2 separate regions of the Rattus norvegicus genome follow, and region 1 is linked to region 2. Evidence: chromatin contacts called from public Hi-C data. All regions are on one chromosome and are shown on one strand. The core of a region is the stretch at or near the end of the contact, and the rest is flanking DNA. Distances in the headings are between cores, read along the strand shown. Region 1 holds the start of Cd6 (Cd6 molecule). Region 2 overlaps Vps37c (VPS37C subunit of ESCRT-I).

Evidence for each region. Hi-C and Micro-C count contacts between places; a contact is called where the count stands out from the background.
Region 1: a Hi-C map of kidney shows a contact between it and region 2, with 3 times the contacts expected there. The contact joins the promoter of Cd6 here to the enhancer-like site in region 2. A contact is called at or near these places in 10 of 12 Hi-C or Micro-C datasets (the A7r5 cell line, Schwann cells, frontal cortex and 5 more).

What each region holds. Positions count from the first base shown.
Region 1 is chr1:216,904,700-216,908,532 of GRCr8, forward strand. Cd6 (Cd6 molecule) reads right to left here and starts at 1,825. Exons shown (of 13, transcript NM_175577.3): 1 at 1,699-1,825. The coding sequence starts at 1,747. It also overlaps a transcript of Slc15a3 not described here.
Region 2 is chr1:216,785,784-216,789,493 of GRCr8, forward strand. Vps37c (VPS37C subunit of ESCRT-I) reads left to right here. Exons shown (of 5, transcript NM_001396993.1): 5 at 1-1,415. The coding sequence ends at 31. Among named protein-coding and RNA genes, the nearest start is that of Cd5, 24 kb to the right of the region's middle. Within about 2 kb of position 1,633, at least 20 of the 93 cell types and tissues checked have an H3K27ac peak or open chromatin away from gene starts, as enhancers often do. A contact at or near this core is called in kidney, where this site is marked.

The DNA of each region.
Region 1 (3,833 bases), core at 575-3,074, 120 kb after region 2:
AGGATGTCCTTACCCCCTCCCTCATTACCCCTCTGACTGGGAGAGAGGAATGGTGCAGGCCTCAGGGCCTTGGTAGCACCATGTCAATTGCCTCCGATTTGGTTTTGCCACCATTTATTTTCATGCTTTCCTTACCCCTTTAATTTCTGGCGAATGATAAGGCTTTTCCACTTACAACATAACCAAGTTTTCTTTCAAAACTAAACTCCTATCAGTAACTAAAAGCAGGTCAACTGACATCAACAAAGGGACAGGAAGGAGCTGAGGGTACTGATATTGTGCATGGGGCCAGGTGCAAACCATACCAAAGGGTAGACTCTGGAGCCCGCCTGCTGCTGAGTTCTTGCCTTCCCATAGACATCACCCTGGAACCATCATCTCAGACCAAGGAAGGACCCAGAAGGACCTATCAGCTTCAGCACAAAGGGCTCGGTATTCCGCTCATCCCCAGCCCTCATCCCTACTGGGAGGCAGCAGAAAGAGAAGGAGCTGGCTTATTTGAGACTCCAGTCTTAGCAGTCAGCAGTCTTTTCCTTATAGGTATTAATTCTGAGCCTGCTCTGGGCCTCTTAGGAAAGGTGGGGGGGGGGCAGTGACACTGATGGACATGCAGGAGGTCTTGCAGTCGGCCTGGGTAGAAGAATGCTGAGCTCTGAGAGCTGCTTTGGAGACAGCTGGTCAAGAAAGGACAGCAAGGGGCTGGGGATTTAGCTCAGTGGTAGAGCGCTTACCTAGGAAGCGCAAGGCCCTGGGTTTGGTCCCCAGCTCCGGAAAAAAAAAAAAAAAAAGGACAGCAAAAGCCCAGGCCTCTACTGTGCAAAACACATGCCAGGGGACTTGGATGATATGCCCGAGGATCCAGACAGAAAGAAGGCACTCCTTTAGAAGTCCCCTAGTGCTCATAACCTCTGACGAGCTTATATCCCTGTCCGTCTGCCTGGGCTTCCCTTCTGTAGGGCAGACCTAACTCATTAGACCATAAGTCTGTTTCTCTACCATCTTCCTACCCCGAAATGTGAAAGCCCACCATGTACAGGGATCCCTGAGTTTCTGCTATTGCCTGTTTCTGCTAGCTTGGCCCTCAGCACTCTATGGCACCTCACGAGTGTCTGGTGACTTTGGGCATTTGCTCCAGAACCCCAGTTCAGGCTTCAAGACTACTTCAGCACTTGGAGGCAGCTCAGGAGCTCAAGAGCTTTCTCGATAATTTGTGTCTCAAATTAGTCCAAAAGGTTGACCCCAAAGTCACTATGAAGGATGGTCTAGAGGTTCCCTGGGTCTCCCTGAATTATGTCTCTGCTCCTGGTGAACTCCACTCTGGGGCTTAACATGGAAAATACTGTTGCTGGCTGGTCCACCTTCTCGGAGGAGTGGTTCCTCCCTTCCTGTGACAGGGTGGGAGTAGGGTGCTTCCTCAGCCCAAAGGTGAGTAGGGTTCTTCCCTCCTCAGACCTAGGACCCAAGTCAGGCACAAAGCTCATTCATCTCACTCCCACGAGGCCTTTTAAAGACGAGAGCATCATCCAACCCTTTAAGGGGTCCCTGTGTCATCTCAAGCCCCCAGCTGTTGTCACACCAGGATGGTCTTAGTTAAAAGACTCTACAAAAGTGGCCACGAGGGAACAACTAGCAAGAGGCCAAGCAGACAGGACCCGGGTCCTCTAGCACAAGCTGTAAGAGGTGACAGAAGAGATCTACCTGAGAGAACTGCTGTCAGCAATCCAGCGATCCCAAGGAAGAGCCACATGTCTGTTGCCGGCTCCAACTGCTACCCACGCCTGCCTGTAGGAAGTGCCATCCTGATTCGGTGAGGCAGTTGTGCCACCGACGGCTTGTCTCACCGTGCTGCCCTTTGTGTTCTTGTTCTCAGCGCCCTCTGTGCTACACACTCTCTCTCCTACACACAGGCCCAGCCTGTGAGTATCTCACGCCTCTACCTTCTGCTTGTGGTTTTGGTCTCCAGGAAGCCGGGCTGTTGTTACAGGGGTGCTGTTACAGGGGTGTTGAGCGGGGGAGCCCAAGCTGTCTTTCATAAGCCCACCAACCAAAGTGAACCCTGAGACTCACAGAGGCCCATGTCCAATGAGCACATCCCTGGGGGTCTTCCAAAAAAGACAAAGAGGCTGTGCCTTCTTTCTTTGAGACAAAGAGACAGTTCACTCCCAGAGATGCTCTAGTGTCTGGTGCTAGAAGAGTGAATTAATGCTTCCCTGCTGCCCCTCCCACAGAATCCAGCTCTCATGGGATTCGGTTCCAAGGTTTGTGTTCTCTTTGGGAATGTGGAGACTAAGAGGCAGGAGGATAGGGTCTTGATGGACTTTCCTTTGCTTGTGTGTGTTGAGGGGTATGCCATGTGTGCAGTGTGTGTGCATGTGTTCATGAGCGTGTGTGCATGTTTGTGTGTGAGAAAGGATGCACAGGTGTGTATGGTATGTGTGTGGTGCCTGTATGCATGTGTGTGGTATGTATGTATGTGTATGTTGTGTGTGTGTGTGTTTGCGCGTGCGCACACGCTTGAAGCTGATGTCAGGAGTGGTCTTTAGTTCAACTGTTCTCTGTTTATTTATTGAGGTTGGGTCTCTCACTGAATCAAGAGCTCCCAATTCTACTAGTTTAGCTTACCCTGGGCCCCATCTCTGCCTCCCAGGTGCTAGGATTACAGGAGGCTGCCATACCTGCCAGGCTTTAATAAAGGTTCTGAAAGTCTGAGCTCTGCTTTTCATGCTTCTGTGGCAAACTACTGAGCCATTTCCCCAGTCCTGGGGAGACATAGAAAGGGTCTAAGCTTTTCCAAAAGAAACCCTAGAGAACAGGGGATCTAAGAGCAGGACTCCCCCACCTCCATGTGCCCCAAACCCAGGTGGAAGTTGCCCAGAGGTGCCAAAGAATCTGGATCCCACCGTTGAGGACTGTTGGCTGTTTATGTTATAAGGACTGGGCAGGAGGGCAGGCAGGTTCTCAGCAGATGGCCTCGCAGGGAGGCTGCTGGAGGAGGAAAAGATTCAGGGAGGAAAGGGCTGGAGTGGGAAGGGCCAGGCTACCTGGAAGTGCTGGGTAGTGCTAGGAAGTAGACTGTGTGCAGTTAGCTCACCAATGAGCTCCCCTTGGAGCACATAGTAGGTGTTAGACAAGTTTTGTTGAGAGAATGCGGGAATGGATAATTTGGCTCTCTAAGCAGAACTCTATATATAGAGTCTAGGAAGAGACTGGTTCCCCATTCCAGGCGTGCCTCCTAGACACGACATTTTCTGGTTCTCAACTTCCTTCATTCTAGCTTGTTTTCATTGTAATGGAGAGGATTTCTGCCACTGGTAGGAGGGTTCCACCAGCTGAGGGGATATTTGATGTGGCAAGTTGGGAAGCCATAGTGAATCAGGCCCCGCCCACAGTGAGACCCCGCCCAGCTCAGAGGGAGCGAGGGGCAGGAATGAGTTCTGGCACCGGCTGAGGGCGCCCTCTAGTGAAGAGTGTCTGGCAGAACAAAGGGGCCCGGGGCATATGCAGTATTGTCTGGCTTCCAGAGTCCACTCCACTCATCGCCGGAGGCTTGGAAGTGTGCAATCTTGGAGTCACTCCACCGGAAGAAAAGAGATGGAACAACTTCCCCGCTTTCAAGAGGCATAGAACTTACAAGAGTGAGATGGCTCGGTGGGTAAAGGCGCTTGCTGCCAAGCCTGATGGACTGAGTTCCATCCCTGGACCCACGGACCCGCACCACATGGTAGAAGGAGAAAACTTAACTTCTGGAAGTCTCCCTCTGACGACTGACTGACCCCCACGCATTCACCCACACAAAAAAAAAAAACAAATTTAGCCAGTTCAGCGGAAAAGTT
Region 2 (3,710 bases), core at 383-2,882:
CCCTCCAGGATCTGCCTGGCCTAGGTATTAGTCTGGTCCATGTCCATCTTCTTCCTTCTACACCACAGCCTTTGGCCTCCATTTGCTGAGATTTGAGGTTAACACTGGACCTGGAGGTGACATGCTCTGAAATGTTTGGACACACAGGAGCCTTGAGCCTATAGTTGGAAGCACATAGGCCTCCTGAAAGGCCCTGAACAGTACAGCATGAATCCTTCTGGGAGCTCCTTCTGCCAGGGACCAGCTCAGCACATCCTGAGTGGCCTGGTGGGGGGGAGCCCAGGGCTCTCTGGTGTCTGTGTGAACGGGTGTGTTCATGTCTTTGCACAGCTACCTGCGCTTGATCCCTGACAGCTGAACCAATGTAGAATGATCTTGATGGCAGGGTGGCCCTGGGTCTCAGACCCTGCTCATCCGGGCTGTCCCTTGGAACTTGGCATGTTTGATGTGGAATCACATGCCAAGTGAGGTCAGAGCTCTGACTGTCCATTTAAGGACAGTCTGTCTTATTTACCACAGTTGGGTCCTAGGAAAAACGGGGACTTCGTGCCCTGAGAGCCTTATTTTAGTTGCTGTGCCAATGTCAGGCAAGTGTATTCTATGTGCTGACAAGGACCACAGCAGCAGTGGTATCGTGAGAGAGTTGGGATGCCGAGGGAGACCCAGGCCTCAAACTGTATGGTTAGATGTCCTGGGGTCACCCTGGAGCCCTTGGCTGGAGTGGGGGACCAGGGTTACCTCCCAGCCATTTTCCACTCCTGGGCCCCTCCACTTCTGGCTGGCTTTTTCTGAGGTTCACCCACCCCTCCACTCCTTTAGTGCCTTGACTCTTATTTGCTAGCTGCCCCTTTACCTTGTGTATTTCCTTCCTTCTCCCAGTGTCCCTGCAGAACAGACACCAGACCTACCCTTTCAGAACATCCCCATGGTGCTTCCCAGACATCATCACTACACTGGGGCTGCTTTCTCTACACTCTGTTTCCAGACTAAAGGGTAGGACTGTGAGCGCAGCCCCAGCCCTGGATGGGGCCGAAGCCTGCTTAGTAATGAAAGTGACTACACCATATACTGAAGGGGTTGCAGCAGATGATGCATCTGTATGGCTGGTCCAGATGTGAACCAGGTCTCAGGGTGGACCCTGGAGCTGCTACGGGTTAGGAAACTGTATGTGCCTTGAAACATCCCCTGCCTGGGTACCCAGCCTCTGGTGGACCAAGGTGCTGGGGGTCAAGGAGGAACCCCATCTTCTGGTGCCACTCCGCCCACAGACCAGGGGTGCAGTACCAACTCGGCTTGCTTCTCCTAAGTTATTTATAACGTGGAATCACTAATGGAGTCTGTGGTAGACTGCTGCTGAACTGGATAATGACTGCCCGTCTGTTTGTGCAATTGCCATAATAAACGTCGATGAGTTCCGTGGTGTGTGGTGTCTCTGATGTACTTGTGGGGTGGTGGCTTCTGCAGCCTTAGTCTACCTTCCATCTGTGGCCACCTCTTGAGTCCCCCACTCCCACGCCACTTCTTCCTAGGGGTTGGCTCTTCCTACCTTCTTTTCTGTGGTTTTCCTTGGCTGTTTCTTGGAGCCTACAATGCTTGCTTTGTTCTAGGCTTCATGCGTAGCCACGCTGTCCCACCAGAGGGCACCAGTGCCTCAGTCCAGGTTGGGAGGTAAGTGCCCTGTCACCTGGTGAGCATGGTTGTGATCTGTTCATTTTCTAAACCAGGAGAGAGAGAGGATGGGAATCGGCGTGTGACTGGGTGTGCGCGCGTGCATGTTTCTGTCTCTGGTACCTTGTGGGGTTGGCTCTGTTCACAGCATTCCTTTAAGCACTGTTGCAGGATGGCTGTCCTGAAGCCTCCACGGATGTGGGAGACTGGCAGTCTCTAGTCATCTCTCTGCCCTTTCTTCCCGGCAAGGTGATAGAGGTAGATTGTCTGATAGATGCCCAGAGATGCTAAGAATCACCAGAATTACGGCATGTGTCGCCTAGTGTCCTCTCCATAGCCACCCTAGCCCTCCTTGCCCCGGGCTTAAACAGGAGGTAAACCTGTTTAAGTGGAGCAGTGACCAAGGTACAAATGGAGATAGGAGTTAGGTTTTGATCTGCAATCCCAGGGCTGCAGGGTTCCTGTACCATGTATGCACTGTGGTACTTAGAAGTCTCGAGAGAGTGACACAAGAGTCACCAACTTCAGTTCAAGTTCATTGCCTGTCACTCCCTGCTGTGCTTGAGCTGCCTGGCAGGCGTCCAGGGCTGGGCACACGAGACATCAGTCAGAACACATTGCAGACCTCACCACAGCCGTTCGGGTTATACCAGGGTGGGGGCAGGGGGCATAGGGCCAACTTTTCTCAGAAAAGACTTGGAGAGCCACGCGGTCTGCACGAGGCTCCGTCTGCCTTTCTTCCCTTCCTTCCGGCTGCATTGCTAGCACACACTGTCATGGGTTCTTTCTAGCTCCTTGGAAATAGTTACCAGATCATGTAGGCCTCTTGCTGCACCTCAACCGTGACAGGTCCTGGGTACAGAAAGGGCGGAAGAGATCTAGCCTAGAGACCAGCTGGGGAGGGCCTGAAGTGTCCTCTACCTCTGAGGCAGGGATTGCTGCCTAATGATCCAAGGAAGCTTCCTGTTACACTTTCAGTTTCTTTGACCTCTGAGAGGAGGAAGAGGTTCTAGAATTATGAGTATACAGATGCCTTCAGAGGAAAGTGGGCAGGAAGGTAGGGCACCGAGAGTGGTTCCTGCTCTGTTCCAGTCCTGTAAAATGGAGACCCCAAGCCCAGGTCACAACAGAGCAACCTTGGTGGGTGAGGGGGATGTGTGTCATGAACTTCCCAGGGGACAAGTGCTGGCTGGGGGCCTGATTCTGCATCTGAGTCTAGAACTTGAAAAGAGCTGTCAAGGAATTAAGTTGTTCTTCCTGGACTATGTGACCTGGCAGGTCTTGTTGGGACATATCTCCCAGGCCCACATAGCTTGAGAGTTTTGTGTGTATTCTGTATGGAGGTCTTCCTCAGTCTTCCACCTAGACAGGTAGGGTCTCTCACTGAACCTGAGCTTACTGGTTGAGGTAGGCCAGCTGACCGGGGAGCTCCAGCCCTCTGCCTGCTTCCCCCCCTCAGTGCTGGGAGTTTTGGTACTTTCTGCTATGCCCAGCTTTTATGTGGGCGCTGGGGATCTGAACTCGGGTCCTCATGATTGCAATACAAGCATTTTGCTGACTGAATCATCTCTCCAGCCCCACAGTTTTCTCTCCCCTCCCCTCCACATGGAGAGGTTTAATGAGAGAAGAAGAGTAGAGGAGAGGAAAGGCCGTCCATGAACACGAGGAAGGAAGGGGTGGGTGGGTGAGAGAAGGGACAGGGAAGAGGGGAAAGGCAGGGAAGTGAGAAACAAGAGCAAGAGAACAGTAAGAGTTTTCTAATGATTCCTTTTCTGCTAAAGTTTTTGGTGTATTTTTCTGTTAAATAGACTTTGGAAGCTTTGAAACCGCTGGTAGACATAAAGAGCTTTACAAGGAAGATACCTATGGTAGGCAGTGGCTGCCTTGTATCTTGCTTCTTTCTGGTAGCAACCCTTTAATTCCCTTTCACGGGGCCCCTTCACCCCATTAGGTATGAGCAGGCACATGGTAGACACTGTTTCTGGGTTCCTAGTGTGATTAGTGGCAGATATGTGACCTGGACTATTAGAACAGAGGCCTAG